4 separate regions of the Mus musculus genome follow, and all the other regions are linked to region 3. A link is a contact called in public ChIA-PET, HiChIP or PLAC-seq and promoter capture Hi-C data. All regions are on one chromosome and are shown on one strand. Each heading gives the region's core, a stretch centred on a gene start, on an enhancer-like site or on the middle of the called end of the contact. The rest is flanking DNA. Distances are from core to core; before and after follow the strand shown.

Region 1 (5,070 bases), core at 989-3,488, 210 kb before region 3:
TACCTCTAAATAACTGTAAGTCACTAATGGCATTTTATTTTTTTATGCCACGTACGCTACTGCATCTCACAGTGGTTAGTGCTACAAAGCAGATCCTAAGTGGAAGGGTGTTTGGCTTATCCACATTTGGTGGATTCCTGTTGTGGTTTGGGCTCCTTCATAAGCTAACCTGGAGACAAACATAGCTCATTCATTTAGGAGGTGCTCCTATAGGGACACGTACTATGGGGACAGAAAATGAAGACAGGGGAGGCCAGGCATCCCAGAGGTGTGTCATTGAGTGAGTACTATAGGTAATGGACACCTGCCTAATGAAGAGGGAGTAGGATGTTTACACAGCAACTCTCAGCATCCCTTGGCTAAGGAGACAAATTAAGCCCTTGGCCTCCAGCTGATGGGTAGGTGGTCAGATGTGAACCAAGTACATGCAGATGAAGCTGGGGACCTGGGAGGAGCTACAGGGCTTTAATGACATCCTCCTAAAAAAGGAACCACAAGACTCACCCATCAATGGAGGATAGGAAAGTTTATTTCTCAGCCATTTAGGGAGTATCAATAACCCCAGGGCTCTGTGACCATGTGACTGGGGGAGCGTGGTAATTTACATACACTGATACCTTCCTGAGCTCTTCCCTGGAGTACTCTTAATAATCTCCTACCCATAAATATAAAGCACACACGTATCTGTTTCCCCCCCTCAATCCCGTCATTGTGTGCCATTTGCCATATTTTTTCTTTTTGAGACAGGGTTTCTCTGTGTAGCCCTGGCTATCCTGGAACTCAGAAATCTGCCTGCCTCTGCCTCCCAAGTGCTGGGATTAAAGGCGTGCGCCACCATGCTCGGCGTGTCTTTCCATGTTTTATTAGAATCATCGCTCTACCAGGAAGATCAGCAAATCACATACAACCCTTTTCCAGTGTGTTGCTTTCATTTTATCTTTGTCTCCCCCCCCCCCCCCGCACACACACACACACACACACACACACACACACACACACAAATAGAAAAATTAGTGGATGGTAAGAAATGTTTTATTGTAACACCTTTGTTTATATAAAATGTTTCCAGTAACTTTATTGAAGTGTGGAGCATCTCAGAATGAAAATGAACAATCCGGTCTAAACATCCAGGGACCACTTGTGTGTGGGCAGTGTTTTCATAGCTCTTGGGTCTAGACCTAGGAATGGCAGAGCTGGATTTATGATGAACTTCCAAACTGGTTTCCAAAGTAGTATCATTCTTGCCAGCCATATGTGAGGCTTCCAGTTCTTTCAAATCCCAATCAACAGAGTCCATTGTTTTCCTTACAGCCAGTCTATATGGGTATGAAATGCTATGATCCCAGGATTTTAAGTTCCAAGCAATCTTAAAACTGTTTGTTTGTTTATTAGAGAGAGAGAGAAAGCAAGTGAGCACATGAACAAGAGAGAGAACGAATGTGTGCATGTGCGTCTACATGTGTTTGACATAAGCATGTGGGCACCATGGTGGGCATGTGGAGATCAGAGGACAACTTTGTAGAGTCGGTTCTCTCCTTTCGGCTTTCCATGGGCTCTGGGAATCAAACTGAGGTGTCTGACAAGCGCCTTTGCCTGCTGAGTCATCTCCCCAGTCCTATGCAACACATTTACAAAAACACTTAGTTAAAAATAATTATTTCGGGGAAGCAATGTCCCCGTGTTTAAAAACACTTCCTGCTCTTGTAGAGGATTTGAGTTAAGTTTCCAGAACTCATGTTGGGAAGGTCACTACTGCCTAGAACTCAAGCTCCAGAGGATCTGATGCCCTCTCTGACCCACAGGCATGTGGATGTACGTGTACACACACACACACACACACACACACACACACACACACACAATTTTAATAATAGTTCTTTAACTGGATGTGTTGGGAAATGCCATTGATGAGTGAGTTTTATGTGAATGTGAAGCTCATTTGGCTCTATTCCATTCCTTTGGTCATTTTGTATTTTTTTTCTATTTTAACCCAAGTTCCATACAGTGTTGATCCCTCTAGAAATCGCTTTACTATATTTGGAGACTTTCTCCACATGCTTGCCTGCCTATCCCCCAAATGGCCTTTTGATAGAATTGCCTTCGGTTTTTCTGTCTTGTGCGTTCCTGAGGATTGACCCCAGGGTCTTGTGCTTGCTAAATACATGCATACACACTGCACACCAAGCTGCAGCCTGCACCCTTAATTATTCGATTCTAACTGAAAATGCCTTGTGCTGTAATATTGGCACCCTATTGCCACACATCCTGTTTGCTTATTTCTCCAAATGACTGTCCCCATCCTCACATCTCTAGGGTGTTCTGGTCGACTTTAAGTGGCATTGCCTTCTGCCTGCATACCAACTTAGAGATTTTTTTTCTTTCTGCTTTCTGTGGTCACAGGCAGCTGTGTCTTAGTCACTTCAAACTGCTGTAACAGAATAACACAGTCTAGGTGTCAATTATAGCTCACAGCCTCAGAGGCTGGGAGGCCCCAGATCTGGATTCCAGTACATCCACTGGAGGTTCAGAGCTGCTTGCTATGTTTTCATCAGGGTAGAAAGAGACATTACTTCCTGTATCTTCTTGTAGATACATTTGTGTCACCTTGAAGATCTACCTCACAACTCTGTTGCATCTCTGAATCTCCTGGTGCTGTTGTACCAAATTCACTGTAGAGAACATTAACTTTGTATCACAGTAAGGTAGACTACCTCTGCGGCTTCACCCTGCTGCTCTTCTTCCTTTAGACAGGGTCTTACATAGGCCAGGCTGACCTTGAACTCACTCTGAAACTGAAGATATTCTTGAACTCCTGGTTCTTCTGCTTTCACCTTGCAAGTGCTAGGATTGCACACATGCGTGCCCAGCACTTGTTTGCTTATTTAAAAACTTTAAACTATTAAGAAAGACGGCTCCAAATGTTGAGCTCCTGGGGACTTTGTGGGCAAGGACAGAGGCTGGCATTTGTGGTGAGGACTTTTCCACTTTTGTGCAAATGAGTAAGCTGAGTCCAACTATGGACTTATGATGCCCAGGCTTTTAGTTAAAGGAGGTAGGGGAAGTCATCCTGTGTTCCTTGTTTGGCAAGATGGCAGCAGGATGACTGGGCTGTGCCAACTCCAGGAACATACAGAACTTGGTTGGGAAGAACTCGATTGGTTTGTGAAGGTGAAGGACCTTTGAGGGTCAAGTGTCCTCTGAGGCAGGGACTGGGGTCCTGGACACAGCATCATTCCTCTTGAGTTTGGAAGAGGGGGAGAGCACCTTGTTTTCTCTCTCTTTAGGACCTGAGCCATAGAAACAGCCTATAAACTGAGGGTCAGAGGGCAAAGTCCAGACACTCAGAAGACCCTCTATATGGGGACACCATCTATCATGATCCAAGAAGCCAGGTAAATGGATTTTCCTCCCCTTCCCTCTTTTCCTTTCCCCTCCCATCTCTTCCTTCTCTCTCTAACTGTGGCCAAGACTCCCAACCCCACTTCCCTGAGTCATTGGTCAGCTGTACCCTTTTGCTGCTGTAGATGGAAACTAAGAGTAGACAAGGGATTCTGTCTACTATTTTGTGGGTTCCTTTCTCTCTTCCACCCTTTTCCACCTCTTTACTTCTTCCCTTTTAACTCCCTGTCTTAGTCAGGGTTTCTATTCCTGCACAAACATCATGACCAAGAAGCAGTTGGGGAGGAAAGGGTTTATTCGGCTTACATTTCCACATTGCTGTTCATCACTGAAAGAAGTCGGAACTGGAACTCAAGCAGGTCAGGGAGCAGGAGCTGATGCAGAGGCCATGGAGGGATGTTCTTTACTGGCTTGTCTCCCCTGGCTTGCTCAGCCTGCTCTCTTATAGAACCCAAGACTACCAGCCCAGGGATGGCCCCACCCACAAGGGGCCTTTCCTCTTTGATCACTAATTGAGAAATGCCTTACAGTTGGATCTCATGGAGGCAATTCCTCAACTGAAGCTCCTTTTTCAGTGATAACTCCAGCTGTGTCAAGTTGACACAAAACTAGCCAGTACACTCCCTAACCCTAGATAGGAGAGTAGAAAGGATAGAGGGGAAAGGGGGCAGCGTTATCATTAGACTACTTCCTGTAGATTAGGGGCATCAAGTTCCTTGGGGCAAGTTTGATCTTCACCATCAGGATTTAATTATTTAGTATTCTTTGTCGTCTTCTCCTTCTTCTCCTTCTCCCCCTCCCCATTCCCCCTCCTCTTCCTCTTCTTTTCTTTCCTTTCTTCTCCTTTCCTTTCCTTTCCTTTCCTTTCCTTTCCTTTCCTTTCCTTTTCTTCCTTCCTTCCTTCCTTCCTTTCTTTCTTTCTCTTTCTCTTTTTCTTTTTCTTTCTTTTTTTTTTTTTTTTTTTTTTTTTTGCACAGGACTACTTAACAAACCACAACCAACAGTAACCTTGCCTCTCAAGGCCCTAGCATTTATATATCCTCTGAAGTCTCCAAAATTCCAAATGTCACACATTCACAGAAACTGTCTACAGCTGGCAAAACCACTCCCCTGCTAGATCATGAGGCAAATCACAGTCAGCTACTGTGGAACAGCCCCATATCACATGAAATGATTACATACTAAACAAGAACATATTCCCATAACATTTTATGACATTTCTCAGTTTCAAAACAAAAGAAAACAAGATTATAAAATTCTTATTATAGAATTCTTCTAGTCCTAGCCCCTGGAGTGCCAAAGACACTCAGGTCCAAGCCCTGAGAACTACAGCATTAGAAGCCAGAATCTTAGAGTTCTATGTATCGGAGTAGAGCCTTTGGCTTTGGGCTTGGTTACTGGGTGCTAAGCAGCTTGTGTAGCCCTCAGCCCTCTGCAACAGCTGGGTGTCAGCTCTCAAAGTGTGAGACATCTGAAAATTTACTAGTGTTATAGCCCCTGAGTCCCAGACATCAGGACCTTCAGCCTTCATGGCAACCAGTATTATCATTCTTGACCTTCAGTATCCAGACCCAACAAACTTGCCCTGGGCCACCATTCAGCATGAGAATGAAGGTCTTTGGCAGAGTTTCTTGAGGATCTTTAAGCTTCTAATCTACCTATTTAGAGTGG
Region 2 (5,595 bases), core at 2,611-5,110, 250 kb before region 3:
CAAAAACTAATCTGGGACAAGGACCTTTAGCATTTGGATGCTTAGACACTTGATTGAATCAAAGCATTAGAACCAATCTCCAACAGTTGTCATGCACGCGGAAGGTAAATGTGTGTCAGTCAGGAAGTGGACGCTCCAGGGAAGTCTAAGGTAGCAATGTGGTTAGCGCTTGGGTCCCAGGCATTCCCAGGTTCAGCGATCTCAGCTGTGACATGAGGATGACAGTATCTACTTCCTGAGATCTTGGAGGATTCTGAGGGCAGTGGAACCCTGAATGTCGCTCAACATACAGTAGGTACTCCCTGCATGAACAGAATTACACAGAGGCTGACTGCGATGCTTGGCCCCCTCAGGCCTGTGTGGATTAAACAGATGTTCAAGAGCTTCATCTCTGCCTTGAGGGACAGGTAGGAAGGGCTCTAGTAGGCTCAGCATGGCAAACATGGCATCGACGAGTCTTGGATTTCCTCCCCTATTCCTCTCCCTTGCTAAAATGTTTACATTCCTAAAGCTAGCCTCCAAGGTCTGGCCCCTTATTTGACCACCACCTCATTCCTGAGACAAAACACTAAAGTCTAACAATCAAAAGTCATTATTTATCTAACACGTCCAATCAGAATTTACTAACTCATCCTAGTACAGACGTTCTCCCTTTTCTTCTTAAAAAACCCACTCGTGCAAAAATATGCTTGCTTGCTTGCTTGCTTGCTTGCTCCTATTACTGCTGCTGCTTTCTGCCTGCCTTTACAGCCCCCACTCCCACTTGCCCCTCCAGGGAAATACATCTCCTTTATGCTGAGAATTTCTTCTCTGGGCGTGTCCTGGACTTACTTCAAGGCCAGGTGTCCTGGCTTACAAGGGTCAGGTCCCGGACCAGGCTTCCTTCTCTCTGGACTCTTCCTTTCCTGTACCCATTCCCAGGGGAGCCATCCAGACACAGCTACCCAGAGGTACCACCTGCCCCTGCTCTAGCCTCCTCGCAGGCCTGATAAACGGCTTGAGTTCTCTATTCCAGGTCTTCGAGGAAACCAACGTCATCTCTAATATCATTGCTGACTGTCCAGAGAAGCACTGGTGAGTTTCTGTCTTCATGGTTTACTGTATAACATTGAGACAGCCACTCTCCTATGTGGCTTTTGCTGACCTTGGAGTCATTTCCTCTTAGAGATGCAGTTGTAGGAGTTGACCTTGGGCAAGACACCAAACCTCTGAAACTTAGTTTCCTCGTTGGTAATAAAGAGGTGACAAAGCACCTTACTTTATAGCTGTGTCTTGGGCATGGAGTCATTCTTTAGGCACTATTTTTCTTACTTATCTCTTTAACTTGCAGTGCTAAGGATCGAACCCAGATCCTTATGCATGCCCACTGAGTTCCATGCTTAGCCAGAGTGTTTTATTCTAATATCGGTGATTTTTACTTCTAACGTTATTTAACTCATCTTCAAATCTCTCATCTCTGCCCCTTTGGTGTTATCACCTCATTATTTAGTTGCTTTTAAATCTTATCTTGAACCTTTCCTTGGGTCATTCTCAAGTCATTGGCTGCTTACCCTCTTGACTGGTTGTTTCCGGCTCGCCACCGCCGGTGGTGGCCTCCCTGTGTGCCCATCATTCTTCTAAGGTCTTCTTTAGTGGAATTTGGATCTTCTGTGCATAGACTCTGCTCCCTAGATGAGCTAAATTTTCTAAGAAGAGGGTTTTGCGTTTATTTGTGGCAGGGACAGTAAGACGTTCAGTGGCTGGGTGTGTTTTTTATGTTAAACATTCAGCCGGGGAAACTCTGACCTATGTCAAACTCAGTTATAAATATATCCTTCAATCCTGGGGTTCAGAGATTGCTCCTTGCTCATTTTAACGTTTGTGTTGCTGCTGTTGTTGCTGCTGCTGTTCGGAGATTGGGGCTTCACCCTATGACTTCTGTTAGCGCAGATTCTATCCATAGCCCAGGCTGCTCACCAAGCTGTGATCTCGCTTCAGCTGGGATTGTAAGTGTACACCATCATACTTGGGTCTTTCATCTATACACACCCCCAAACACACACACACACACCACCCCAAACCTCCTTGTGGTTTCCTTTAGCGAGGGTAGTTTTCGGTCTTCTTTCCACGAACAGAAAATGTCTTACTTTCAGCTGTATATCTCACTGGTTTCTGAGAACATCAAAACTCTTTTGCACCTCGGTGCCACATCCTCTCCAGGGTCACAGAGGCTTGCTGCATACAGTTTCACCTCTCAGCTGCTCTCCAGAACCTAACACTGTGTATTTCTTCATTTCTAAAGCACTCATTGGCTGAGCGGTGCAGTTGAGAGGCTACTGATCCAGTCCTGCAGCTGACCTGCCACCTACATTCCTTCTGTGGCCCCGCTCACAGGGTGGCTCACTCTGTTCTCTCCACCCAAAGTCTTCCCCCAGCCTCTTCCCCATCTGATTCTTTTCCATCTACAGGGTAGGTCTCCCCCAACTCCCAGTCTGTGTCAGATTCCCCGCCTAAGACTCTGGTGCTCTAGCCTGGTCTCTCTCTCCTTTCACATAGTCTTTGGTTACAATTGTGCGTTTTTGTTTGGGGATTCCCTAATAGATGTTGAGTTTTGCTGCCAGACACCATGTGTGCTGGGCTTTCTGCTGAATCCAGCTTCTGGTCATAGTTGAAGTTAGTAATGTCCCCACAAATATCATTAGAAGCAACAGCTGGCTGTCAAAATCTGTCTCTGAGCTGGGTGTGGTGGTGCACGCCTTTAATACAACACTTAGGAGATAGAGGCAGGCGGATTTCTGAGTTCGAGGCCAGCCTGGTCTACAAAGTGACAGGACAGCCAGAACTATACAGAGAAACCCTGTCTCCAAAAAACCAAATAAATAAATAATTAATTAATAAAAAAAAAAAACCAAAATCTGTCTGTCTCTGTCTCTCTCATGTGCCTGTGCACTGTCTCTATCTCTCCCTCCCTTCCCTCCCTCCCCTTCCCCTCCTTCTCCCCCTCCCCCCCTCTCTCATGTGCCTGTGTACTGTCTCTCTCTGCTTCTCTGTCCCTCTCCCTCCCCTCCCCCTCCTCCCTCTCCCATGTGCCTGTGCATGTGTGCATGCATGTACATGTGCATGCATTTGTTTCTGTAGCCCTGGCTGTCCTGGAACTCGATCTGTAGACCAGAATAGCCTTGAATGCAGAGATCTGCCTACCTCTACCTCCAGAGATTAAAGGATGTAAAGGCTGTGCAACATCATGCACGGCTAAAAAAAAAGAAAAAAAAATCCCTCTATTCATTACACCTCTGCTGGGTCACCATAGAGCAGGACCAGTTCTTGACTCTGCATGTGGGAGATCTCATTTATTCTCACTGTTGTCACCCCCATTTCACAGGCCGGGAAAGTGATGCCCACAAAGCTAAGTGAATGTGTCCCTTCCATACCCCTGGAGGTGAGCAGAAAAGCAACTGTTTTTGCTGTCCCCCATACAGATGACAAAACTGAAGTCTTGAGGGGTCAAGGCTCTTAACTTCTTTTTACTTTTTTGGTGTCTATTTATTTTATGCATATAAATGTTTTTGCTTGCATGTTTGTATGTGCAACGTATGTATGCCTGGTGCCCATGGAGTTCAGATCCCTTGACACGGGAATTGCAGACTACTGTGAACCACCATGTGGATGCTAGCAATCAAGCCAGGGTCCTCTGGAAGAGCAGCCTGTACTCTTAACTGCTGAGCCATCTCTTCAGCCCAAGTCCTAACTTCTTGCTGTGTCACTGTTAAGTTAGTGTAGGGTTACAGCCCAGAGCCTGAGCTACTCCAAACTGCTTCTTGCTCACACAGGACTGCAGTCAGCCTGATCCCCTCTGATGGCTGCTGTCCCGGTCACATGACTCCTGTCTCTCAGCATCTGTTCAGTGACTTCCTTACCAGCCCAGGCTGGGTCACTGTCTACTGCCTGAGGAGGCCTACAATCTCCTGCCAGAACAAGGGTGTTGTGGTCAGTTCTCCTGGACTGATGGAATTTCTCTTCCCACAGACGGATGGGCAAAATCACCTTTGAAGAGGTGAGATGGGTGCAAGGCTTTGGGGTACCAGCGGCTGTCGGGGTCTACCTGTTCTTTTCATTCCCTCTGCTGGGGTTCACTGTTTCCTATCCGTGGCTCCTGATCATCAAACTCGTGGGATGTGAGCCAGGAGAAGGCCCACAGGATGCCTCAGCCTTGCTAATGTCCCTCTAAGTGGAACACTGAGACAGGTCCCTTACACTGTCTAAGACCATCTGCCTCTGTCCACATCTACCATAGATCTCCAGTTCCCCCACATTGTAGGTTTTAGGAAAGAAGCATAGAGTGAATATGTGCTGGGCTTGTCATGAGAATCCCATGTAAGGTCTGGGGTGGCACTTAGGATCAAGCACACACTGACATCGCCTGTGTCAGTAGCCACATGAAGCAAGACCATCCTAGGTACCAAACTCCCTCTGAGTGGCTGGGTTTCATCCACTTAGAAACAGGAGCTTGGAAGCTAGTATAGTTGTAAACAAGAAACCGAGGGTCAGTCTGGTCTCCAGTGTTCTTCAAGGTCTCCTTAATAGTTTTTAATACGCTAAACTCTAAAGATAGGAGGCATGATGGCTATGCCTGTAATCTCAGTGTTAGGAGGCCAAGCAGGAGGATTGTGAGCTAAGAGAAAAGTAACCCTGAGCTACACAGTGGAGTCCTGACTGAAAAAAAAATTCCCCCAAATCAAAACAATACCCGCACCCTCCCACACACCCCCACAAAATCCTAAAGGCAAAAGTAATGAAAACCTGTCCCTCCCAGCACTCAGGAGGCAGAGGAAGGCGTATTTCTGAGTTCGAGGCCAGCCTGGTCTACAAAGTGAGTTCCAGGACAGCCAGGGCTATCCATAGAAACCCTGTCTCGAAAAAACAAACAAACAAACCAAGACCTGGGGCCACACCCACACCTCTCTATGAAGTCTAGAATGGGATTCCTTTGGGGGAATCCCATTTCTTAAAAACAACAACAAACCAACTCCTTATTTTTACATTTTATCGATGATGATGATGGTGGTGGTGGTGGTGATGATGATGATGGTGATGGTGGTGGTGATGGTGGTGGTGGTGATGGTGATTGGGTTTTTTAGAGATAGGGTTTCTCTGTGCAGCACTGGCTATCCTGAAACTTGCACTGTAGACCAAGTTGACCTTGTATTCACAGAGAACCATCTGCCTCTACCTCCCAAGTGCTGGGCTTAAAGGTATCTGCAATTTCTTTAAAATATTTTTATCAGGCCAAAGAGATAACTCAGTTCAATTCCTGTGACCCGCATGGTGGAAGGAGAAAGTCAGTTTCTGTAAGTCGTCCTCTGATCTGTACACATGCACATAGCATGCAGGTGGGGGACACACATGAAGTAAATAAGAATGTAAGGAAAGTTTAATCAGTTAGCGTGTATGGGTGCACAGACACACACACACACATCAGTCCACCATGGCCTATATCTGGACGTCAGAGAACAACTTTTAGAGCTAATTCTTTTTCTACCCTGGGCGTCCCAGGGACTGAAGTCCAGTGGTCAGGCTTGGTGAGAAATTCACATACACACTGATCCATCTTGCTAG
Region 3 (5,697 bases), core at 760-3,259:
GGTGCTATTTTTTATTATTTTTGTTTGTTTGTTTTGACGGGGTCTCTCATAGTCCTGGCTGGTCTAGAGCTCCCTTTGTAGACCAGACTGACCTCAAACATACCTACCTGCCTCTGCCTCCCAAGTGCTGGGATTAAAGGTGTACTTCATCATGCCTGACAGGAATACTTGCTCGAGTCCAATTGCTGTTGTGTGAGAAAACCCAAACACCTCCAGAAAGCCTGTATGGAGAGGGACTGACACCCTTCCCCAAGCCACTACCCCACCACCACCACAATCCTCACCAACTCCCAGCTGTGAGCCACCACTAAATTGCCACCCACCTGAGCTCTGTGAAAGTCATCTCAAGCTCCAGTGCAACCAAATGGAAAAAAGATATCCTTGCCAAGACCTTCCCAAAATGCAGATTAATAAGTAAATGAAATGTTTTAGTTCACTAGGTTTCTTGAGAGAGGAGTTGTAAAGAGCAATAGGTAACTAGTGGAGACAAATTTTTCATTCCTTTTCTCCGTGGATCCATGATTTGGAATCAGCAGGCAGTTCATGTATGTATTCAAAAGTAAATAGGATATAGAAAAAGGATCTAATAGGATCTTAGTTGTCTGCTCTGAGCTGTCTTACCAGTGCTCAATGGAACAGAATTTTTAGATGCTTGTCCTAGTTTGCTTATCAGAGCTGTGACAAAACACTAATCAAAACCAATTTGTGAGAAGAAAGGGTTTATTTTGTTTCCACTTCCATGCAACAGTCCATAACTGAGGGAAGTTGAGATAGGAACCTGAAGGCAGGAACTGAAGTAGATAAAGAAATGCTGTTAACTGGTTTGTTCTCCATAGCATGCTGAGCTTCCTTACATAGATCCTACACCTGCCCAGATATGGCACCACCCACAGAGGACTGGGCCTTCCCTCAGTCATTAAAATAATCCACATTCAAAACCAGGAGGTGATGGCACATGGCCTTTAATCCAAGTGCTTGGAAGGCAGAGGCAGGTGAGTCTCGAGTTCAAGGCCAGCTTGATCTACAGAGTGAGTTCCAGGACAGCCAGGGCAACACAGAGAAACCCTGTCTTGATGAAAAAAGACAGACACACACAAAATCAACTTCTTTCCAGGTCACTCAGGTCAAGCTGACAAAAAACCTACCAGCACGCCTGTCTTCAGCTTGACCAGGATACTCTGATCTTCCAGTGTCTTTGAAATCATCTTGGTTCCTGATGCTGTTAAGATAGATCCATGGATACACATTTTATGTCCATTCCAAAATGATTCAGATTGGCCACGTAACCCTAATTCATACCATAAATTTTCTAGTTATGTACTACACATTTGGCTAAAAGGTATCAGACCACCAAAGAGGCATGCTTAAAAAGGGGGCGGGGGGGGGGGGCGATCCCAGGAAACCTTTCTTCATGGTGTGGCAGTTTTAGAGGGGACTTTCTCCAAAGCAGTTATTCAATTTCTGATTACATCTCTCTCAGTGGTTGTCAACATTTTTGTGCTGCATAATTACCCAAGGAACCACTTACTGCCTAATAATTGTTTACGGGTTTGGTGCGAGTAAGCTGGCAGCAAACTCACTATGTAGCTGAGCAGGTCTTGAATGCCTTAAACCTCCACCTTCCAAGTGCTGGGACTACAGACGCATGCCACAACGCACTGCTTTTGATTTGAAGATCACAAATTAAGTTACAAGTCATCCACTTAATGCCGTGGACCCTTCCATACTTCCAAGAAGTAACTCTCTAGTAAATCAGACGTCTGCATTATCTAGGACAAACTATGAGAGTGGCTTTCGAGCAATTTGGCTATTTCTAGCGCTCTTAAAACACGGTTTCAACTACCTGATCTTTACAATTCCTAAATTGAAAATGAAGAAACCGAGGCTCTTGGCTCCAATTCTTTCATCCAGAAAAAAAAAAAAAAAGTCTACTGCCACCATTTTTTGCAGTCTTCTGCGTGAGACCGGGAACCTGAGGCTGTGATTGGCTGCTGGAACCGCGGGTAACCATAGTGACAGGAGGCGGGGCTGCGAGCTCCGTCTGCCCTAACACACCGGCGGGGTAGCCCCGCGAGAGGCCGGCGGGCGCTGGGCCCAGCCAGGAGCCGCAGCCCCGTCCTCGCGCGATCGCCGGGCGGGGCGTGGGTGCGGCCTTCTGCGGGCCCTTGATGCAGTTGAGGCCGCGCGGGTCAGAGAGGATCCCGGCCCGGCGGCGGGCGCGGTAGGAAGCGGCAGGGCCCCGGGCCCGGGCCGGTGACTGCGGCGCCCCTACGATGGACGCCCTAGAAGAAGAGAGCTTCGCGCTGTCCTTGTAAGTGAAGCGGCCAGGGTCTGCTCGACCTCGGCCTGCGGACGTCCTCTGGGTTGCGGGCTGGCCGGTCGAGGCTCCGCTCTAGCGGGGCGTTTTCTTCCCGTGGCCACCACGGGCATATGTCACAGATAACCAGCGCTTCCATCACAATCCTCTGGCCTCAATCGTGGCCGTCAGCAAAAACCCAGAGGCCTTGAGCTGCCCAGGCTGGCGGCGGCCTCACCGCCTGTCTAAAGCCACTCCTGACCAGTTACCCCCTAGGCCGGTGCCACTCCCGCGTGCGGTCACATTCACCAGCAGATAGGTGTGGCGTTAAGAGCCAGGATGCGGTGAGTAAATCCTGCGGGTAATAAACGCGGAAGTATGAAGTTGTGCCGCACCAGCCTCAGCTACCCAAATTGTTGGCTGCTTTTGTGATTGTCATACCGGTTTTCGTCACGAGTGTTTTCCTGTGTTTGTAATTTCTGTACTAGACAATAATCCTTGATTGGTGAAACTGAGTGATGGGAGGATCATCTTGCTATTATTTTTATGCACGTTGGGAATCTTACATTTTAAAAAATGCTAGTGGGCTTTGTTGTGATTGCCTGGTGTGTGCAAGGCCTTGGGTTCAATGCCCTTACCCACAGAAAACACAAGTTCAGCTCGAAAAATAATTATTTGGACCGGCACCTAATCCTGATGTGTTTTTTCAGCTCCTCCGCCTCTGATGCAGAATTTGATGCTGTGGTTGGATGTTTAGAGGACATTATTATGGGTAAGTTTCGACACTACTAAGTGACTTGTGCCCCTCTAGTTCCTATGGTCAATTCCTTGATTTAAATCAAGTAGACCCTTGCTTTACAACAATTTTTTAATGTATTCATTTACATATGTGATGGATCGTGGGTGGGGTTGTTGCCAGGAGACTATGGCTATGTGGAGCTCAGAGGACAACTTTGTGGAGTTGGTTCTCTCCTTCCACCTTCATGTGAGTTCTGAGGGTTGATCTCGGGTCACCCGTCTTACACAGCAGTGCCTTCAGCCCCCAAGCCATCTCAACACCCCAAACCTCTGCTTATAAGGGCATGCAGAGAAATAAATGTGAAGAGTTGATTTTCAAAACACAAAACACTGAAATTTTAACACACCGCACAATGTAATAGTAAGCAAGCCATACTGAGTTTTGTTGTCTTTATAAACAATCTGTGGGTCAGCAAGATGGCTTAGTGTGGGTAGTGGCACTCGCCCACAAGCCTGACAACCTTAGTTTAATCCCCAGGGTCCACAAGGTGGTACTGGCTCCCTAAAGTTGTCTTCAGACTTCCATACACAGGCTGTAGCAGGCATGCGCCTACTTGAAAACAAAATAAGTAAAATTATAATTTAAAGAAGAAAGAACCCAAAACCTAGTATGTGGCACACCTCTATAGTCTCAGCACAGGTGGGTAGAGGCAAGAAGATAGGAGAGTTCAGGTCCTGGCTCTGCCCTCTAAGCTCTCATGCCTTTTAATTAATGGCCATTGATTGAAGGTTTCAGAGGAGACCAATTTAGGAAACCAGTTAACTGGCAGATAGGACAGAGCTCTTGGCCAGGCTTCAGGTGATATTGACCAATTTTATTTCACACAGGCAATAAGAAAATTTTTGGTTGTTATATCGTTTTGAGCTTTAACATTTTCATGCTATAGAACAGAACATAAACCCTAACCCTCTACAGCACTTGTCCATGCAGGAAACTGGGTGTCAGATCTCATTGGATCTCTTCATTTTCTTTTGTTGTTTGCCTTAGGGTTTGTATTCCTGCACAAAAGCATCATGACTAAGAAGCAAGTTGGGGAGGAAAGGGTTTATTCACCTTCATTTCCACATTGCTGTTCATCACCAAAGGAAGTCAGGACAGGAACTCACACAGGGCAGGAACTTGGAGGCAAGAGCTGATGCAGAGGCCATGGAGGGTGCTACTTATCGGCTTGCTTCCCCTGGCTTGCTCAGTTTGCTTTCTTATAGAACCCAGGACTACCAGCCAGGGATGGCACCACCCACAATGGGCTGGGCCCTCCCCCTTGATCACTAATTGAGAAAATGCCTTACAGCTGGATCTCATGGAGGCATTTCCCCGAGGGAGGCTCCTTTCTCTGTGATAACTCCAGCTTGTGTCAAGTTGACACACAAAACCAGCCAGCACAATGTTGTTTTTTAGTTTTTGGGTTGTTTTTGATATTGTTTTGTTTTGGGTTTTTTTAAGATTTATTTACTTATTTCATGTATATGAGTACACTGTCACTGTCTTTAGACAGACCAGAAGAGGGCATTGGATCCCATTAAAGATGGTTGTGAGCCACCATGTGGTTGCTGGGAACTGAATTTAGGACCTCTGGAAGAGCAATCAGTGCTCTTAACCACTGAGTCATCTTTCTAGCCCCCTTGATATTGTTTTTTGAGACAGGGTTTCTCTGCGTAGCCCTGGCTGTCCTGGAACTCTGTAGAGCAGGCTGGTCTTGAACTCAGGAATCCGCCTGCCTCTGCCTCCCAAATACTGGGATTAAAGGCGTGCGCCACCACTGCCCGGCCGCTTTATATTCTTGATGCATTGTTTTATTGGTTGGTTTGGTGTTAAGAGTTTTGTTTTTAGGGTCTAACATCCAGGCAAGCCTTGATCTTCCTGTCTTCTTGCCTCAGGCTCCAAGAACTAGGATTGCAGGTGGGGCGTGGCAGAGGCAGGTGGATTTCTGAGTTCGAGGCCAGCGTGGTCTACAGAGTGAGTTCCAGGACATCCAGGGCTACACAGAGAAACCCTGTCTCGAAAAACAAAAGAAAAAAATGAGTAAATGAAAATGTAATTTAAAAAGCATGTTAAGGAGAAATACCAGATAGCTCTTCATGGGCAATTAGTGTATCGGTATGGCTCTCCCTGGCCTTCGATCGAGCGCTCGCGTGTGTTCTCTCTCTCTCTCTCTCTCTCTCTCTCTCTCTCTCTCTCTCTCTCTCTGTGTGTGTGTGTGTGTGTGTGTGTGTGTGTGTGGTTTGCCCTTTTTTTTGTTTTGTTTGAAACAAGTTTTCTCTATGTAGCCCTGTCTACCTGGTTTTTGCTCTGTAGACCAGACCAGCTTCATACTCAGGTCCCCCTGCCTCTGCCTCCTGAGTGCTGGGTTAAAGCTGTGCACCAGCACTGCCTGCTGTGGTGGGTAGCTGTAACCCCAGCACTCAGAGTCGGAAGGATGGCTACAAGTCCAAGGCCAGCCTGGTCTACAATTCCAGGTCAGCCAAGAATATGTATTTATGGAAATCCTATCCCAAAAGCTAAAAATGAAACAGTCGCAAGGACTTATAAGCCTGGCAAGTGCTTACTTTAAAAGGTTAACATTTTAAATTTTAGGTATATTTTACTAAATTTTAAATTTTAC
Region 4 (5,354 bases), core at 1,991-4,490, 230 kb before region 3:
ACACACACACACATACACACACAAAGAGGTCTCCTGTTCAGTTCCCTGTATTGTTGCTGCTTACCTGAGCAATAGCAGATACCCTCTTGCATGAGGTTTGTTACACAAACCTAACTGCCAAGGAATATCTTAGCCTTAAGAGCAGCAACAGTTGCACTGGGGAAATGTTCCCCCTCAGAGCAGAGCTGTTCCATTGGGGAAGGCTTTTTCTTCAGAGCTGTAACACTTGCAGTAAGTTCCCAGTGAAGTGTACTCTGTCCAGGTCTCCGTCTGTTCACCCTTCTTCAATCTTCTGGCACTTTGGGCCAGTTCTCACACACAGGGACCCAGCTCTCCAAAGTGGATAATCATGCAAGCCACCAAAGAAGAACCCTATGTACTTTAGCCAAGGGAACCTGGTATTCATGGTTTTCAAGCCATTGGTTGAGCTGCTATGAAAAGTCTTTCCCTGGGGAGATGTGAACAGCATCTATCTTCCCCTCCTAATTACAACCCAAAAGTCCGTTTCACCACAGTTCTCCCCGGGGAACCAGTGAGTTTATTGTACTTTCTTACTTACAGAGCACAGTGACCCCAAAGCAGCTACACTGGAAAGTCTCCACCCAGCATGGACGATGGCTTGATGGCTTCCCCAGAGCTGTATAGGTGGAGCCTTCCCCTCTAGTTCTCCCCAGCCTATATACTCTTGCCCTGTCTAGAGGCCTCATGCAATTAGGGCAGAATTGCACACAAGTGACTGGGAGGAGTGGCCAGAAACTCAGGAGAGGGTCTAATGTCCTAGTCTCATGAAGATGGCAGCATCTGAGCTCATAGGATACCTTCATAACACAGACCGAACACAGGGTAACTCTGGGGAAATGGTTCTCTCAGAACCCTTATTGGCAGGCCTGTTTCCACAACAGGCATGGAACTGGGTTTCCGATCCGGTGTTTCTCATTGCCATTATTGTGTGACCTTGACATCTCTGGATGAGACATCTAATGAGATGTTAACCTCTGCCTGGATCCTTCATGGGGCTGTGTGGGTTTAAGTACATCTAAATATGGCCCGTGCTTGTCTTTCTGGGTGGTGGCTACTTGTCTGTGTCCACTGAAAGCCCTCTGTCAGCAGGGAAGGATGTAGGTCCAGCAACACATAATGGTTGGGAGAATATGGGGTGAGCCTTACTGTTGGGCTGTAACTCTTCTCACACTAACAGATGACAGCCCACCATGTACCACAGGCTGGGACTCCACCATGTGACAATAGGAAACGGAGGCTGGCTAAAAACAAGGCATCTATTTGTAAGAGGCGAGCCAGGTAAGGTTGGGAAAGCTAAGAGTCACACATAAGTAATCAGTCAAAATAATAATGACTCCCCCCCACACACACTCTTGCCTGTCAAGAACTTTCTAGATTTCCGGCTCGGTCCCGGGAGGGAGGAGGTTAGAAGGTCACAGGAATTTGAGATCCAAAGAAGGGGACTAACGTAGAAGGATTTCTTAAGAGTTTTGGGCACACAGCACATCTGCTCTAACTTCTTCTGAAGGAATTGGAAGGTGCTCCTTCTCTGGTCCTCAGGACAGATGACAGAACTGAAACTCAGAGTCAAGACTTTTGTCTAGGGCAGTGTTTCTCAATCTGGGGGACCCAACCTCTGCCAAGTCAAATGATTTCATTATGATTCGTAACAGTAGCAAAATTACAGCTATGAAGTAGCAACGAGAATAATGTTATGGTTGGGGGTCAGCACAGCGTGAGGCTGCAGTATTAAAGGGTCCCAGCATTAGGAAGGCTGAGAACCACTGGCCTAAGGTGATGTAGCCAGCACTTAAGAGGAGGACTTGAGCCTGAGGTTTGGGGGTCATGGGTGTGCTGATGACCCTGCCCTACAGTGCTAATGCACTGTCTCCCCATTCCTCCCCCAGAGCATTCTGGGAAAGTTGCTTCACTGTGGGATGTCACAGAAACCATCCTCAGGAGGAGCCTGGCCTCCTGTTCTGGGACAAAGACAAGAGGCAGGGCAGGTTGTAGAACTTGGAACAGAGACAGGAACTTTCCAGGGCTGACGCTGGCCCTGTAGTCCTTTTCTTACCGCCCACCTCTTTCCATCCCTTATCCCTGCACCAAGCTTTCTTCTGTAGCCTAGGCAACCCTTGCACCCAGGGACCAGCAGAGACACACCTGGAGGCCGCGCTTGTCCAGGTCAGGTCTCAGGTGATGAGCCGCTGTCGCCACTGGACCCTGGACCCAACTCCACGAAGTTTTGCTCAGTGGCTCCTCCTGCCTTCATCCTACATCGTCTCTGGGAAGTGTAGAAAGAAGGGTTGTGCGGGTCCTGCTGCGCTCTGGCCCCACCCACTTCCTGGCAGATGCCCACCTTACCCAGTCTCAGTAGTCAGAGAGGCATGTCCCGCTGCGATCTCCAAGCCGCGGCGGGTTCCGGGCACGCTACTCGCGCGCCCTGGGGCTGGCACTTTGAATCCACGTGATTTCTCGGCAGCGGCAGTAGAGTCTATGAACTAGCGAACAGCGCCCGCTCAGTGGCCACTTTCAGTTTCCACAGAGCGCGGTGGAGAGGGAGCTGAACTGGTGAGTTACCTGCCCAAGCCGGGGCGCGGAGGGAGATCTGTGCCTAGAGAGAGGAGGGGGTGTCAGGGGCTAGGTGGATAGACAAACGGACTGAGGGGCCCGGGTGGGTTGGGGTACTGGTGGCTTAGCAAAATGCAGTCGGACACTGTAATTTGGGGACCACAGAAATTGGAGGGAGTGGCTCAGTTTGGGAAAAAACTTTGTATGTCTGTGCGCCCCCTCTCCTGGTGCCTGCCACACTTGTCATCCCCCACCCCCAACCATACTTTCTTCTTGTTTTTTTTTTTTTCTTTTCAATGCCTTTGCTTTAATAATAATCCAGAAGCCGCCCTGTTTGCTACATATAATTCTGAATTTTCAGCCAAAACAACAAAACAAACAAACAAACAAACAAAACCCCACCTTTTATTAGACAGATAGAATTTGGCTGAACCGTAGCAACTTGCTGTTCTATAGAGGAAAGCTGCGTTCTCTAAGAGTTGCCAACCTCAGGTCGGTGGCTTCTGGCTACCAACATTGTGTTGGAACAAATACTAGATATTAAGGAATGTACAAAAAGACAGGGATCTTTAAAAACAAAAACAAAAACAAAACAGAATATTGTGTTTTAAAAGAGAACGATGTTTCTTGAATGTCCATCACCTGTATTTCTAATGATCATTGAAACTTTCCAGTCACAAGGGTAAGCCTGGGCAGCCTTTTGTCCCTGGCCTACCACAATGCCACGTGGGGTTTAAACCATTTTTTTTCCACTCAGAAAAGCTGAGCTGGGAGCTCTGGGAGGTTCCTGGAGAATTCTGGGTCTTCAGTACTATTGGTATATATTGTCAGGATTCTTCTGAAAAGGGCGGGAGGGGCTTCATACAGAAAAGGTATTTTGAAAATTGACCTTCATGATTGGGGGAAAAGGCTAGAAAATGACCAAAGGTGGGTGTAGCTGAGCCATACCTGCAGCTTTCTCTTCCTGAATCGCTTTCTTGCAAAGAAAGGAAACCCGGAAACCTGCCAGGTTCCCTCTGGGATGTAGCTCAGAGACAGGGCAGACCCTGGTTTGAGTCCCCGGCGCCACAAAAATAAGGCACCAGGCCTGAGCTCCCACCAGAGAACAGAGTGGGCGGGAGTGACTGGAAGTTCATAAGGCCCCTCATGGTGTACTGTCCACAGACCAGCACCAGCAATTATGCCTTGCCTGCCCTGCCTCCAGGACCAGCGCCCATCTGTCTTGGAATAGGACCTCTGGGTGCTCTCAATACTGTGCATCATGACCATGAGTTACGATTTCAGATCTTGGAAGGTTGGTTCCCCATCTATAGTACAGACATTATGTTCAAAATTTATCTCCTGAATCGAGTGAGACGAAATAGAAACAATGCCTCGGCCACAAGTGTGAGGAGCCTGGGGTCCTGATGGGACAAATGCCGAAGCTAAGGGAACGCCTTAGTGCCTTAGTCTGCTTAGTCCGGTCTGCCCAGAAAGCACAGGTTGGCCTGATCTCAGAAGCTAAGTATGCTTAGGCCTAGTAAGCACTTGGTTGGGAAAGTCTGCCTAGACCTGTTCCCGGACCAGCCCGAGGATAGCAGTACCTGGTCAATGTCTATGTGCTCTCTCTCTCTCTCTCTCTCTCTCTCTCTCTCTCTCTCTCTCTCTCTCTCTCTCTCTTTCTCTCTTCCCTCTAGAAAGAGTTCAACAAAACTCTGTAGATTCTCTTCTCCCATATTTTGTGCTGTGTGTTGGGTAAAGAAGACATCCCCACTGCCTCTGAACGTGACCTTATTTGGACACAGGGTGACTGCAGACACTTAAGATGAGGTTGTAGGGTGGGCCCAGTAAGACTTCTGCCCACTAATAGAGGCGATCAGCATATCCACATAGATACCTCAGGAAGGCGGCCATCTTGGGGAGGCAGAGACTGCAACTACAAGCTGAAAGACAAAAATCCCAGCAACCAAAGTGTCCCAATCGGAAAGAGGAAGGCCCCTTTACTAGCATCCTCAGAGGATGCAGACTGCAGAGAATAAAAAAATAAAAAGCCATTTCTGCCAGCGCTTGATGGAACTTTTGTTTTTTTAACCACATCTGATACATCATCCCAGCATCTCTCCTCTACCACCAGCAGAGAATTGTGGCAAAAGAGATGCAAACACTTAAGTGTTGGGGGAAGGCACGGCTGAGAGGGCAAGAGATCTGCCTAGCTTCAGAAGATTCTGGGTTCTATCCTTACTACAGAAGACAAGCAAAAACCTCTTTGTAGGTGTTCTCAGGATGCAAAGCATCGTCTCTCTTCACCAAATATGTTTCTGTGAGTGTAGTTGATAGCCTTTAATGCTAGCACTTGGGAGGCAGAGGCAGGTGGATTTGGGAGTTCGAGGCCAGCCTGATCAACAGAGTGAGTTCCAGGACAACCAGGGCTACACAGAGAAACTCTGTCTCGAAAAAACCAAAAAAAAAAAAAAAAAAAAAAACAACCCAAAAACAAAACAAACAAACTCCTGTTTCTGGGTCCCTGAAAGTGGGTAGAGGCAGCATGACCCCCATTCTTTTCTTTAGGAGAGCCTTGAGTCTTCCATTCTGTGGATCTCGGAGATGTGGGTAGCAGGCTTTGTGATTCTGGTCACCTGTGACTTCGGATTCTTCCCTTTCTCTGTCACTGCCTCAAATCATAGCATAGACACACCCATTGCTCCAGATTGCTCGATCTTCCTGATGACCTCATATGGTGCTCCTCCTAACTCTAACTCAGAGAGGCACTGGCCACCCTCTGACTGACTCACCCATGACTCTTG

Evidence for each region. ChIA-PET counts read pairs in DNA pulled down with a chosen protein or histone mark. HiChIP or PLAC-seq counts read pairs in DNA pulled down with a chosen protein or histone mark. Capture Hi-C pulls out chosen DNA fragments and counts their contacts.
Region 1: a BATF HiChIP or PLAC-seq map of CD8 T cells shows a contact between it and region 3, with 9 read pairs. The contact joins the enhancer-like site here to the promoter of Arl2bp in region 3. A contact is called at or near these places in 1 of 39 promoter capture datasets (macrophages), 3 of 115 datasets of contacts at active chromatin or transcription factors (CD8 T cells, effector CD8 T cells and memory CD8 T cells) and 2 of 9 other capture datasets (adipose tissue and pancreatic islet).
Region 2: a contact with region 3 is called in an RNA polymerase II ChIA-PET map of memory CD8 T cells, with 87 read pairs. The contact joins the enhancer-like site here to the promoter of Arl2bp in region 3. A contact is called at or near these places in 13 of 39 promoter capture datasets (the 3T3-L1 cell line, 3T3-L1-derived adipocytes, the C10 cell line and 7 more), 1 of 484 Hi-C or Micro-C datasets (regulatory T cells), 6 of 115 datasets of contacts at active chromatin or transcription factors (the NIH/3T3 cell line, bone marrow-derived macrophages, embryonic stem cells and 2 more) and 3 of 9 other capture datasets (embryonic stem cells, liver and pancreatic islet).
Region 4: a contact with region 3 is called in a promoter capture Hi-C map of liver. The contact joins the promoter of 9330175E14Rik here to the promoter of Arl2bp in region 3. A contact is called at or near these places in 13 of 39 promoter capture datasets (the 3T3-L1 cell line, 3T3-L1-derived adipocytes, the C10 cell line and 7 more), 1 of 484 Hi-C or Micro-C datasets (regulatory T cells), 7 of 115 datasets of contacts at active chromatin or transcription factors (the SCID.adh cell line, bone marrow-derived macrophages, effector CD8 T cells and 4 more) and 4 of 9 other capture datasets (adipose tissue, embryonic stem cells, liver and 1 more).

What each region holds. Positions count from the first base shown.
Region 1 is chr8:94,456,408-94,461,477 of GRCm38.p6, forward strand. It overlaps a transcript of Nlrc5 not described here. Among named protein-coding and RNA genes, the nearest start is that of Nlrc5, 14 kb to the right of the region's middle. Within about 2 kb of position 2,239, at least 56 of the 459 cell types and tissues checked have an H3K27ac peak or open chromatin away from gene starts, as enhancers often do. A contact at or near this core is called in CD8 T cells, adipose tissue, effector CD8 T cells and 1 more, where this site is marked.
Region 2 is chr8:94,411,576-94,417,170 of GRCm38.p6, forward strand. No RefSeq gene overlaps it. Among named protein-coding and RNA genes, the nearest start is that of 9330175E14Rik, 21 kb to the right of the region's middle. Within about 2 kb of position 3,861, at least 35 of the 459 cell types and tissues checked have an H3K27ac peak or open chromatin away from gene starts, as enhancers often do. A contact at or near this core is called in memory CD8 T cells, pro-B cells and regulatory T cells, where this site is marked.
Region 3 is chr8:94,664,591-94,670,287 of GRCm38.p6, forward strand. Arl2bp (ADP-ribosylation factor-like 2 binding protein) reads left to right here and starts at 2,010. Exons shown (of 6, transcript NM_024191.2): 1 at 2,010-2,311; 2 at 3,007-3,068. The coding sequence starts at 2,274.
Region 4 is chr8:94,431,863-94,437,216 of GRCm38.p6, forward strand. It overlaps 9330175E14Rik (RIKEN cDNA 9330175E14 gene), which reads right to left and starts at 3,241. Exons shown (of 3, transcript NR_015514.2): 1 at 2,974-3,241; 2 at 2,365-2,614; 3 at 1,265-2,284. It also overlaps a transcript of Nlrc5 not described here.